2 separate regions of the Mus musculus genome follow, and region 1 is linked to region 2. A link is a contact called in public HiChIP or PLAC-seq data. All regions are on one chromosome and are shown on one strand. Each heading gives the region's core, a stretch centred on a gene start, on an enhancer-like site or on the middle of the called end of the contact. The rest is flanking DNA. Distances are from core to core; before and after follow the strand shown. Region 1 overlaps Tanc1 (tetratricopeptide repeat, ankyrin repeat and coiled-coil containing 1). Region 2 has its middle 9.9 kb from the start of Gm39831.

Region 1 (6,077 bases), core at 1,888-4,387, 280 kb before region 2:
CAAATAAAAATATACTGAGAAACTATCTCATGTCAGATGGCATTTACCATCAGGGAAACAAGGCTGCTGCTAAGGTTTGCTTGGTATAATGAATGCCTAGCATGCGTGAAGATCCTGGGTTCAATCCTCAGTGTGGCAGAGGAGATGGAGGGGCACACGTCTGTGGTTAAGGAGGATCTGATAGCAAAGTCATTCTTGATATTTAATGAGTTCAAGGCCTGCTGACCTAAGATACCTGAGACCTAGTTCCAAACAAAACAACAGCAATAATAGAACAATAAATGCTGGCCAAGAAGAGAGCCCTTACATATTTTGGAGGTTGTACAATGTAGGCTGTACAAGCCACCATACAAAGCAGCATGGGGGTTCCTCTGAAAACGCATTCCGGCATGTGTACCTTTAAGAATCAAAGTCAACATACACCTTCAGATCCAGTGCTTACCACCACACCCTTCCCAATAGCTAAGCTATGGAATGAATCAGCCTACATGAGGTACTAATAAGCTTATGAATGAAGGAGCATGGTGTATAACACGTAGAGTGGAGTACTGTCCGGCCACAAAGAAGAAAGAACTCAAGCTATTTACAGAAAAGAGGCTGGAACTGGAGTTCATCACGTTAAGTAAGTCGACTCAGAAGGACAAGTGTATGAGGCTTCTGTCATATGTGGCATCTAGAAGAAACCAGCATGAAATGGGGAGAAGGCCTCTTGGGGGTAAGGGAAGGGCAAAACTGGGTACTGGGAGGGACTGCATATAATGAAAACACCTTAAATACATATATGAAAGCGTACGATGAAACTAGTACTCTGTATAATTAATTACGCAGTTACAGATGGCCCCACTGTGGGCAACAAGCACAGACTTCAGTGGCCAGCCCAAGGGTTTCCAGGGCTCTCAGCATAGCACATGGCTTCCCACCTGTCCGAAGAAGTCCTATCACAGTTTCTGTGCAGTCCCCACACTGCATGCTACCAGGTCTGTCCATGCTCCACGCGCTCCACTTTAGATCCAGAAACCAAACTAAGCTATTTCCTTCACCCTCACGACCTTGTGAGCGTAATCATAGCCCGTCTGCTTACATGAGGAAATGGCCTCAACAGGTTAGGGACTTGTCCAAGATCAAATGACTAATAGCCAAGAGTGGGCAGTCTGCCAGACTCAAGAGCTTGGGCTTGTGGGAGAACAGCACTGGGTACCCCCTTCAGGAGGTACCCAACTGGAAGGGACATATATCACCATATTGAAATGAAAAACCCTGTAAAGAGGAGATGTGGTGAGAGAAACAGGAGGCAGCCCTGGCCTGAAACAATCCTACTTCCCTTCCTTTGAATGTCCGGTTCCTTTTCCTTGGGCAATACAGTCTCAGTGATGTTCCCTACAGGATCCCCGTTTCCTGCATTATTGAACCCAAGCCACAACTTCCCCTTTCTCCCCTGTGCCTCCTTACAACCCAGAAGATGGAGTCTCCTGAGGATGCAGGGCTAGTTTCTAATAGTCTCCTCCAAACCCTCATTGCCCTTAACCTCTCTCAGTATCTCCAACCCCCTTCCCTGCCACCCTCCTCTACATCCTGAGGCGCAGAGAGCTTTCCCCCTTCCCATGTCAAGTGGCCTCACCAAGTCACGCTACATTTCTGTCACTGATGTTCAATCTACCGACTTCTCCAACCCTGCCCCTTGAGAGAGGTTCTCCACAGGCTCCAACTGCTCTAAAGCAGCGCCACTTCTGACATGAGAAGACCTGATCCACAGCTCCTACCTTCCGACCACTTTCTCCCTCTGCCGGCTCAGCAGCCCCTAAGCCCTGTACCCTCCCACTCCTTCCCTCAGGCACCCTATTCTCCAGAACCTTCAAGAGTTCTCCAGGGATGACAGCTAAGAGGTCTTCTCTATCGTATTCTTCTGGTGGCTCGTCCCATTCTTCTACGCCATGACAGAGAGAGCTCCAGTCAAACTAGATGTATTATTGCCAGAACACACACTGTGCTGCTTCTGATGGCTCTCCCTGTCTGCAGTAGCTTGTTCTTCCTATTAATAATCTTATATCCTTTTCTTCTTCATGTTAACTGCACGGAGAAAATAGCCAGGACTGTTCTAGATCAAACAGTTCTAGATCAGGAATCCTTGGGAAAGGTTAAGGAGGTGAGAAACCCAGGCTACGGGGGTCAGGGATTCTAGCATCACACCGAGATTTAAAACTGCATATCTCCTTTTTTGTTTGTTTATTTTGGTTTTGTTTTTCTGGACATAAGTTTCTCTATGTAATCCTGGCTGTCCTGGAACTCTCCCTGCAGACCAGGCTGGCCTCAAGCTCACAGCGATCTGACTGCGTCTGCCTCCCAAGTGCTAGGATTAAGGGTGTGCACTTTGAGCTACCTGGCCTGTATATCCCCTTTTAGAAATGGTTGCCACAATCTTCGAGGCATCCTTGCAAAACGAAAGACAGAAAACACGTGACTGAAAAGAACAAAGCAGAGTGCATGAATGTACTTGATCTCAAACCCTAACACAAAGCTCTAGTTATCAAAGCAGCACGGTAGTAGCCTAGAAGCCCAGAGACCACTGGAATACAAGAGTAAACTCACATTCTTACAGCCAACTGACTTTCAACAAAAGTGATGCTAACATACAACGAAGAAAGAACTCTCTTTAGTTGAGCAGAAGAAGAAGCAAAACTGGGGCTGGAGAGATGGCTCAGTGGTTAAGAGCACTGTCTGTTCTTCCTGAGGTCCTGAGTTCAATCCCCAGCCACCACGTGGTGGTTCGCAACCACCTGTAACGGGATCTGATGCCCTCTTCTGGGCAGTCCGAGCACTCATATACATAAAATAAATAAATCTTTAAAAGAAAAGAGTATAAAACTGAACACATCTTTCACCACTTTAAAAAAAAAAAACTGGCTCAAAAGTAAAGACTTATGATGTAAGACTAAGCTGCAGAGTATAAGGAAAACAGGCAAACCTTGACGGCGTTAGAATGAACAAGGACTGCCCGGAAGAAGACTTCGAAATGGTTGGAAACAAAAGAAAACAGAAGTCGTACTGAGGAGAGCGAAGTCAGCGCAGGGACAGCCTATGAAATGGGTACATGCACGAGACGCTATCCTGAGGTCCTGGTGACTACTGTGTGTCTGTGGTTACTATTCCTGAAGCAGCCACCACACTCAGATATGCTTTGTGCTGAACTGTCACCTCCGTTTAAAATGCAGCGTCATTGATGACTACCCTCCAGCTACTTCCTGCTCTAACACCAGCCGTCCACACCCTGTGAGTCTCTCTCTCTCTTTCTCTCTACAAACCCAAACTGCAGCTCACCTTGCTCAGAAATGATCTCTGTAACTCGGTGAGCAATGTCATCACTCTCACTTTGGCACCTCTGGTGATCTGCTTTGAGTAGCCAACCTGTAGCTAAACCAGGTCTGAACGATAATAAACCCTGAGTCCAGTGTTACCTAAAGAAAGTGCACCACAGGCCTGCACTATACCCATCACTACAGGCCGGGAGGGTGGTGGCCACGTGGCCTCCCAGGTACTCACTGGCCACTTCGTATCCAGACCCAATCATCTGGCCCGGTGCCCACCAAAGTCCTGAGGAGACGGTCCAGCAGCTTGCCAGCCCATCACTAGAATAGGAGGCAAACCTGACCCAAAGAGCTGCTCAAGAGGGCAAAGATGCAGGCTAGACAGACAGAGGGCTTGAGAATGGCGGAGGCCAAAGGCACGAGCCTCTTGACCTCTCACCTACCTTGTACTAGGAGGCAAGCAAGCTTGTCTCCCACCTTCCTGTGGTTTGAGTTGTGAGAACTGTACCCTGCCTGGCCTTGTCTGTGAGGAGACAGCTAACTGGATTATAGGGCTCCCCTTTCTCCTCACACATCTGTGCTAAATGGCCAAGGGATAAGGTGCTATATGGCCAAGGGTAGTCAGGAAATGGTAGGGGATTAAGGATCTAAGACAGACACATTCCCCACACCCACCCCTTCCCTGGTCACAGGCAAGCTTGCTATTCCCTAAAGCAGAGACATATTACCCACGTATGGCCCTGCCATACTGGTGGGAGGAGTCAGGTCAAAGGAGGGAAGCGCCTGCCATACCTGGGCTCACACAGGAAGGCTGTGCTTTCGCCATCCGCTCTCCACACCAGCCACTCTCTGAAGGACGGGTGGCAGAACATGCGGGTTTTGTCCCTCCTCTTAATGAGGAAGCAAGAGAGGGCCTCCATCCTCTGCTGGAAGTCCTCCCAGCCCTGCTCGCCTTGGATGTGGCCGGCGTTGATAGCCTGAAATATCTGCTCATCCGTCATGGGGTGGAGGGACGCAAGAGCCACGTTCAAAATGGGAAGGGCCCGGTCAAAGGCAGACTGGGTCATGAACTTCATGTTACACTGCAGCAGATAGAGCTCGGACAGAGACACAGGCACCACCTTGTAGCTGGCACTCTTTATGACCAGGTGGCCCCGCTGGAAGAGGTCCAGCGTGAGCTTGAGGTACAGGTAGGAACCGAGGCTCCGCAGCACCAGATGGCTGCTGACTTTGCTGATGAGGGCGGCGTCGGCCTTGCCATTCAGGGAGATGTTGCTGAGGATGTCCTGGCTGCTGTGGACCCTGTGCTGGACGTAGGCGTGCAGGTCACTGTGAATGTCCTTGTTGTCTGGAAAGTCGTCTAGGGAAAGCTTGACAAATGGCAGTGCACTGATGATTTCCTAGGGGGGGGGCGGGAAACAAAACCTCGCAGTGTTAGTCCGCAGAGTTTCCCCTTTCCCTTTAAAGCAGGCTCGCTCGTTCCCTTTCAAGGAGGATTTTCATGGATTACGGGGACTCGCTGTTTTGTATTAAAACATGTAACAGGATGAGGTACAGATAAAAAGCTTAAGTGAAAGAAATCCCGATGCGAGATAGGATCTCCCCCAAAGCCCCCCCTGAGGACTCTGAGCCAAGTGAGCAAGGGAAAGGGGCCCAAGGAGACAGCAGCAACCAGGCCACACCAACAAAGGGGCAGCGAGACCCTGCAGGTGACCCGATGCCCATAACCCCTGAGCAGCTGGTTCCAGAACAAGGGTAGACACAAACCGTCACTGCACATCTAAGAGCACAGCCAGACACTGAGACAAGAAGTGCCCTCTCTGCGCCAGACACCAGGGCTGTGTAACCCTACCAGGAAACAGGAGACTTCCCGTTCCCCCGGTGTCCCCGGACACCAGGCAGCAAAAATCACTGCCTGCTCCAGTACGGCATGTTCTCATCTTAAAAGAATTTTAAGCATTCTTTTTAAAACAAATTATTTTGTTTTGTCTGCATGTCTGTGTCCCAAATGCATGCCTGGTACCCACGACAAGGGTGTTGGATGCCAGGGAAGTAGAGTTACGGTGGTTGTGAGCCGCCATACGGGTGCTAGAAATTGAACCCAAGTACTACAAAAGAGCAGCCCATGTTCTTCATCACCAAGCCATCTCTCCAGCCCCAAGCAAACTGTTGGTTGACTCTGACTTGCACAGGGTCACGGACGTGAGGGTCATCCCAGATAAGGTCCTAACCCCAAGAAACAATTTAACTTCTCACTAACATTTCTGAAGCCCATGCCCTTGAAGGTAGTAATGGCAGGAAAACAAACGGTAGTGAGCAGCCGCTTCCATTTTGCACGGAAGCTAACCTTAGCACTACAGCAGAGGGATACAGGAACCAGTTCAAGTTTTAGCCCAGCTGCTAGGTTATGCTTAATGAGGGAAATACGACTGAAAATGGATGACCCAAAGGGTCATAAAAATAAGCGTGCCATTTAAATGTAAGGTTTAATCGCAAGTTTTGTTTTTTTTTTTTAAATTAGGTATTTTCTTCATTTACATTTCCAGTGCTATCCCAAAAGCCCCCTATACCCTCCCCTCCCCTCCCCACCCACTTCTTGGCCCTGGTGTTCCCCTGTACTGAGGCATATAAAGTTTGCACCACCAATGGGCCTCTCTTTCCACTGATGGCTGACTAGGCCATCTTCTGATACATATGCAGCTAGAGACACAAGCCGGGGGTGGGGTGGGGGGTGGGTAACTGGTTAGTTCATATTGTTGTTCCACCTATAGGGTT
Region 2 (5,700 bases), core at 1,340-3,839:
CCTACTTAAGCAATGTCACCTAGTCCTTGGCAAACCTGAAAGTTCAACTTCCTCTATCCTGGTAAGAACCCACCCGCCCGGCATCACCTGGGATTTCTGGAATGCCTCTCCATACGAGGCATTGACAGTTCTTTAAATTCCAGCCAGTGATTTTGTTTGCCCTGAAAACTCCTCCCTACTCACCAAAGTTTATATATAACCCTTTTCCACCCTCCAAAAAGTATCTGCACGCAAGCTGTTTCACTGAAGATGGTCTAAGAAAGTTGTTTGATTGAGTATCGCCTAAGAGAGCTAAAATCCTTGGTGAAGACGCCCATCCCCAACTCCGCCTCATCCTTGCAGCGTGGTGTGCAATGGCGGCATCTGGACAACCCTGAGGGAGGAAACATAGGACTCAGAACCACAGCTGGTCCCCAAACTTGTTCCAGAAAGAAGCACAAACTCAGTGTAAGCAAGACTATCAGGCTATGAGACCATCTGTAAATGGAATACTTCATGCTGCATACCCACTACTGAAAGGTTCTGTGACTTCACACAAAACTTCGGTATCGGACTGACCAATCCTCACCTCGTCCTCTGACCACTGCATTCTGTGTGACCTTAGCAACAAATTGTGCCCTCCTCGTTCCATACGGCCATGCATCTCTATCTCGATAGCGCAAGGCCACCACGCAGAGTCCATCTCTAGGACTCTCAAACCAGTCTTTTTACACCATGCCCAGCTCTGTGCCAGATCTTAGATCCTGCTCTCCCTCCCAACCCTGCAGCCTCTGTTGTTTTTCATCTGTCAGTGTTCACTGTGTCTCGGGTTATCCAGGAAGCCAGTGTTAGGTTAAATGCCCTACATGAGAAGAAGTTCTGTGCCCTCGTCCCTCAGGAAGTGAGAAAGCAAGTGAGGGTGTCCACTTTCTTGTTGCTGCGTGCGGTATCACAGTGTTTTTAAAAGTGGGGGCAGGGAGGTAGAAGAGGGAGAATATGATAGGCTTTAATTTATTTTATTTTGGGGTGCCCGACCTATTCTATACCCCATGTGTGGGTTTGGATTGTTCTTTGGGTAACTAGAATCTTCCCAACTCCCAGTTTCTTTCTCATGTATTCTAGGCTGTCCTTGAACTTGCTATGAAGCCAAGGGTGACCTTGAACTTTTGACCCTCCTTCCTCCACCTCCCAAGTGCTAGGATTACAGGCATGTCCCACCATACCCAGTTTATGTGGTGCTGGGAACAGAGCCCAGGGTTTTGTTCCTGAGAGTCAGCAAGCACACACGGAAGTTACATCACCAGCTTCAGAAATGTTCGTTTACAGCATCCTACAGTCTCTTCTTCACACTCCCCATCTCCTCTTAGCACCCCCCACTCCCCTCCCCCCACTCTAACCCCACCCCACCCCCACCCCTCCTCCAGCCAGGCAAAGCCCAGCACTGGCTTAGCTGTGTTCTAAATCCACCTGAGGTATGTGTGCTCACTGTTTGGTATAAAGTACAGCCTTTCTCAACCCCTTCAGCCCTGCAGGCTCCCCTGAGGCCTCTGGTGACACCCTGTAAGCCTTGGTCACTTTGTTACTGCCTCCCCACCCCCATGGTGGTGCTTGGATTTTTAGGCCCGATCTCTCAGCTTATTTCCATTTCTTCGGAGGCCTGTGGGGAATTCTGAAACTCTTTTTGGGGGGGGGGGGGATTTGAACTCTTAAGGCCTCCCTCAAACTCTGAGAGCCTCAAGGGAAGAGATTGGCCCAGGCGTGCTTGCTGTAGGACTGACCCACTGCGGTTGCTGTTATCCGAATGCAGGCCCCGAAGGAGCATTGGCCCCTGGGTGGGGGCATTGGTCATGAGTGGCACTGGTCACTGTTCTCTGTGATTGGTTCCTGTTTCTCTTCTCAGCTGTCCCACACACAGCGCACACAGGTTTTCCTCCAGGGAACACTGCTGCTGTGTCTTGCAGAATTCCTTCTCCTGCAGCCTCTGACTGAGCAGGCTGCTGGAATTCAACAGGCCTTCACCTTTTAAGAGTCCTTAAAAGTCTCTTATTGTCGAAAGCCGGGGTTTCAAAACCTTGCTCCTGCTTTGTCTTCTATAAAGGCCTGTTTTGTACCCCACGTCCAAACAATGACTCTTGTTCTGAACGGTATCTCAGCTTCCCCTGAATCGAGCTGCAGTGGGTTAAAAAATAAAAAAAATTCTGGGCTGGATAAGGGAAGGAAGAGCTGGACATGGTAGCACACACCTGGAATCCAGCATTTCAGAGGCTGAGGGAACGGGCTCACAAGTTCTCGGACAGCCTGGGATACGTGGAGAGACCCTGTCAACACAGCCGCCGCCGCTGCCGCCGCCACCCACCACTACCAAATCCCTGCGGTTATTTAGAAAAATAAGTGAGCACCACCTCTCACTTCCCTAATCTGACACCTCAGTCACGGGCTGACAGCTCTCATTTGGTTTGTCACTATGTGAAACAGCATTTAACCGGTTGCCAGAGCCTTTAATGGGACGATTTTTATCTAAAAAGCTGTATTTCTGTCGGTTCTTAAAGCTTGGTCGGTGGCAGTCACCAAGATCCATGTTGGCTAACGCTCTCCCTAGTTTGCTGGTGCCCTCTGCTGGTCGTTTTACAGATAGCCGCTGGGTTCAGTGGTATCTGGGGGAACTTTACAGGAGTCTGTCATTACTGTCCTTCCTCTTACAAGCTATCCCTGAACTCCCTTTCTTTAGCCTCCCACTCTCTCTGACACCAACTCGCTTCTCGCTCACAAGATGGTCAGTCTCTCTGAGAAAACTGACCATCTGTTATTGATGGTCTGTCTACTCTCCAGTCTCCACACTTCTATCTAAATGTATGGAACCCTCTTTCCCCCCACCTTTTAGTCAAAGGAACCTTTTCAGTCACACTACTTAAACACCCTTTATAAAATATAATTACAAAAAATTATATTGTTTCAAATCATTTAACAAAAGTGAAAAATGTCACTCCATTGGACGGAGCACAGGGTCCCCAATGAAGGAGCTGAAGGGGTTTGCAGACAACAATATGAACCAACCAGTACCCCCAGAGCTCCCAGGGACTAAACTACCAACCAAAGAGTACACATGGTGGGACTCATGGCTCTAGCTGCATATCTAGCAGAGGATGGCCTAGTCAGTCATCAATGGGAGGAGAGACCCTTGGTCCTGTGAAGGCTCTATGCCCCAGTGTAGGGGGATGCTGGGGCCAGGAAGTGGGAGTGGGCCGGTTGGTGAGCAGGAGAAGAGGGGGGAGAGCGAATGAAGGGAGGGGGTTTTTGGAGGGAGACCAGGAAAGGGGATAACATTTGAAATGTTGATACCATACTGTCCCAAAGCACTATTCAATCACTGCTAAATATTTCATAGATACATCCCTTGACTGTTTCCACACAGACACCCACTGAACAGATTTTTGCACATACATTTTAATTATGTTTTCCCAAAATCACTCTTGCATGCCATTGTATGCTTTTTCTTTTTTTTCTGAATGGTGATTATGAGTGCTTTAAAAAAAAACAACAACACTGTAGTTCAAGTGTTCCAAGATTAATTTATTAAAAACCTTTTAAAAATCGGAGAGAAAACGGAGATGGTGTCCATTACCAGCACCTGACCTGTAGTGTCTGAGAGACCTCGGTCCGTATTGAAGCTTGAGGTTCATGTGGATGTCTGAGGCCCTTGCTACTGCAGAGGCCAGGCAGACTTCCATAGTCTGTGCTGCTGCAGGATGTCATAGAGTGTCTGTGGTTAGGTGGCCATCAGAGGCCAGGTTGATGTGAGTGGCCTGTGCAGCCACTTGGGGCCACGTTGATGTCTGTGTTGGTGAGGGGCTGAGCTGTCTGGGTCCATGGTCCCGCTGCCGTAGGGGCTGTTGTCGCCCATGGTTGATATTACCACTGAGGGCGATGCTGATGTCTGTGATCTGTGCTGCTGCCTGAAGCCATGTTGATGCAGTGCAGTTGGTCCAGAGGCAGTGCAGCTGCTAGGGGCCAGGTTGATGCGTGTGCCTGTGTTGCCTGTGTTGATGCCCTTGGCCTGCGCAGCCACTGAGGGCTACCTAGGATGGTGCCTGTGACCTGTGCCGTAGCTGAGGTCCAGGTCGATGTCTGTGGTCTGTACTACCACCAGAGAGACCTGTGGTCTCTGAGGTCTGTGGCATGTGCTTGATACCAGAGGCCACGTGGATGTCCGTAGCCTGTGCTGTCACCAGAAACCATGTGGAAGTCCATGATGCCTGTTCCGCTGACTGTAAAGGGCAAGGAAGCTACTTTTGCTTTGGAAGCAATGACTGTAGACTCACAATTGAGAAAGCAGGACATAGAAGGCTTCTGTGACAACCCCTACCCACCCCTACCCCAAAGTTAATATATCCTAGATAGGAATCCATCAAAGAGAACTCTTCAAACTTGGGATAAGGATGCTGAAATGTAGCTCTTCACAGTTGCTGGCACCTGGCTGGGGTGGGGTGGGGAAGGACTCAGTTTTCTTTAAAGGGCTGGCTACTGGGAGTTTGACCATGTTCCAATGTGTATATGGGCAACACAAATTGGATTTCTGTGTTTTTTTTCTCCTTCTCTTCCTCTTTCTTCTCTTCCTCCTCCTCCTCCTCCTCCTCCTTTTCTTGTGGGGAGGGATCATAAGGGTGGGAGGGCAGACCTGGAAGGACAGGGAAGTGAGTGTGGTCAGGGTTCATAATGTGAAATTCTCAAATAATCAGGTAAACTAACAGGCTGGTATCTAGCATTAATTTCCAAGTTGTCCGTTCCCCCCCACCCCCACAACAAAACCTGAGCCTAGCTCCAGTCTCTAGGCTAATCCCCCAAAAGACCAGAGTTTCCAGGTTACACCCTCAACAAGACCAGTGTCTCCAGGTTATTCCCCCAACAAACCTGCACCCCAGGTTACAAGCCCACCTCCTTCCTAACAACCACCAAAGCAGAGGCAACCAGAAGTGAAGTTTATGATGACTCCCAGCCCCAGCCAATGGTGTTAAAGGCCACAGGAGCTTTCCAATTAGATTCTTGCACACATTCCTTGCTTGCTGTTTACTATAAAGCCTTTCCCCGATAGACATTCGGGGCTCACCCCCCAAAACTGTCCTGCATGATGGTGGTGCATTGGGGGGTGGGGGGGGTGGGGGGTGGGATGAGCTAGCTCAAACAGAATAAAGACCTTGCTGTGAGATGCATCAGATCGGCTTCTGTGTGTGTTTTTGGGGTCACTAACATTTCCCTGGCACAACACAACCTGGACTGCCTTGAAGACCACAAGACGTTAGAGATGCCAGAGCCATGGGATACCTGCTGAGAAAGCTGCTAACCGGAACCAGCCCAAGAGAAAGACGTGTGTTGCAGTCAACAAAGATGAAAGGAGTTGGCCATCTGAAGAGCACTTTGACATCAGACGTGGAGATGCAGGTGTTTGGATTTGTCCAGCTGGCTTTCAGTCTTGCTTTGGTCTGTATAATATTTCCTCGCCATGCTCCCTTTCCTATGTTTTGGAATGGTAATGTATATATCCTGCACCATTGTATGGTGGGAGTATGTGATCTGTTTTCGATTTTGATATTATAGGGGATTACAGTTAAGAGATTACATGAATCTTACAAGAGACTTTGAACTTTAAACATTGCTGAGACAGTGATAGACTAGGAGGTCTTTGGAAGTTGGACAAAATGCATTCTGCGTTATGTTATGGCTATA

What was found. HiChIP or PLAC-seq counts read pairs in DNA pulled down with a chosen protein or histone mark.
Region 1: an H3K4me3 HiChIP or PLAC-seq map of bone marrow-derived macrophages shows a contact between it and region 2, with 3 times the contacts expected there. The contact joins two enhancer-like sites. A contact is called at or near these places in 5 of 39 promoter capture datasets (the C10 cell line, cranial neural crest, frontonasal cranial neural crest and 2 more), 3 of 15 datasets of contacts at CTCF or cohesin (the NIH/3T3 cell line, large pre-B cells and pro-B cells), 11 of 484 Hi-C or Micro-C datasets (the C10 cell line, bone marrow-derived macrophages, brown adipocytes and 5 more), 5 of 115 datasets of contacts at active chromatin or transcription factors (acute myeloid leukemia, bone marrow-derived macrophages, cardiomyocytes and 2 more) and 1 of 9 other capture datasets (embryonic stem cells).

Annotation. Positions count from the first base shown.
Region 1 is chr2:59,798,196-59,804,272 of GRCm38.p6, reverse strand. Tanc1 (tetratricopeptide repeat, ankyrin repeat and coiled-coil containing 1) reads right to left here. Exons shown (of 27, transcript NM_198294.3): 14 at 4,095-4,702. Among named protein-coding and RNA genes, the nearest start is that of Wdsub1, 81 kb to the left of the region's middle. Within about 2 kb of position 3,137, at least 53 of the 459 cell types and tissues checked have an H3K27ac peak or open chromatin away from gene starts, as enhancers often do. A contact at or near this core is called in bone marrow-derived macrophages, where this site is marked.
Region 2 is chr2:59,519,175-59,524,874 of GRCm38.p6, reverse strand. No RefSeq gene overlaps it. Among named protein-coding and RNA genes, the nearest start is that of Gm39831, 9.9 kb to the right of the region's middle. Within about 2 kb of position 2,589, at least 63 of the 459 cell types and tissues checked have an H3K27ac peak or open chromatin away from gene starts, as enhancers often do. A contact at or near this core is called in bone marrow-derived macrophages, where this site is marked.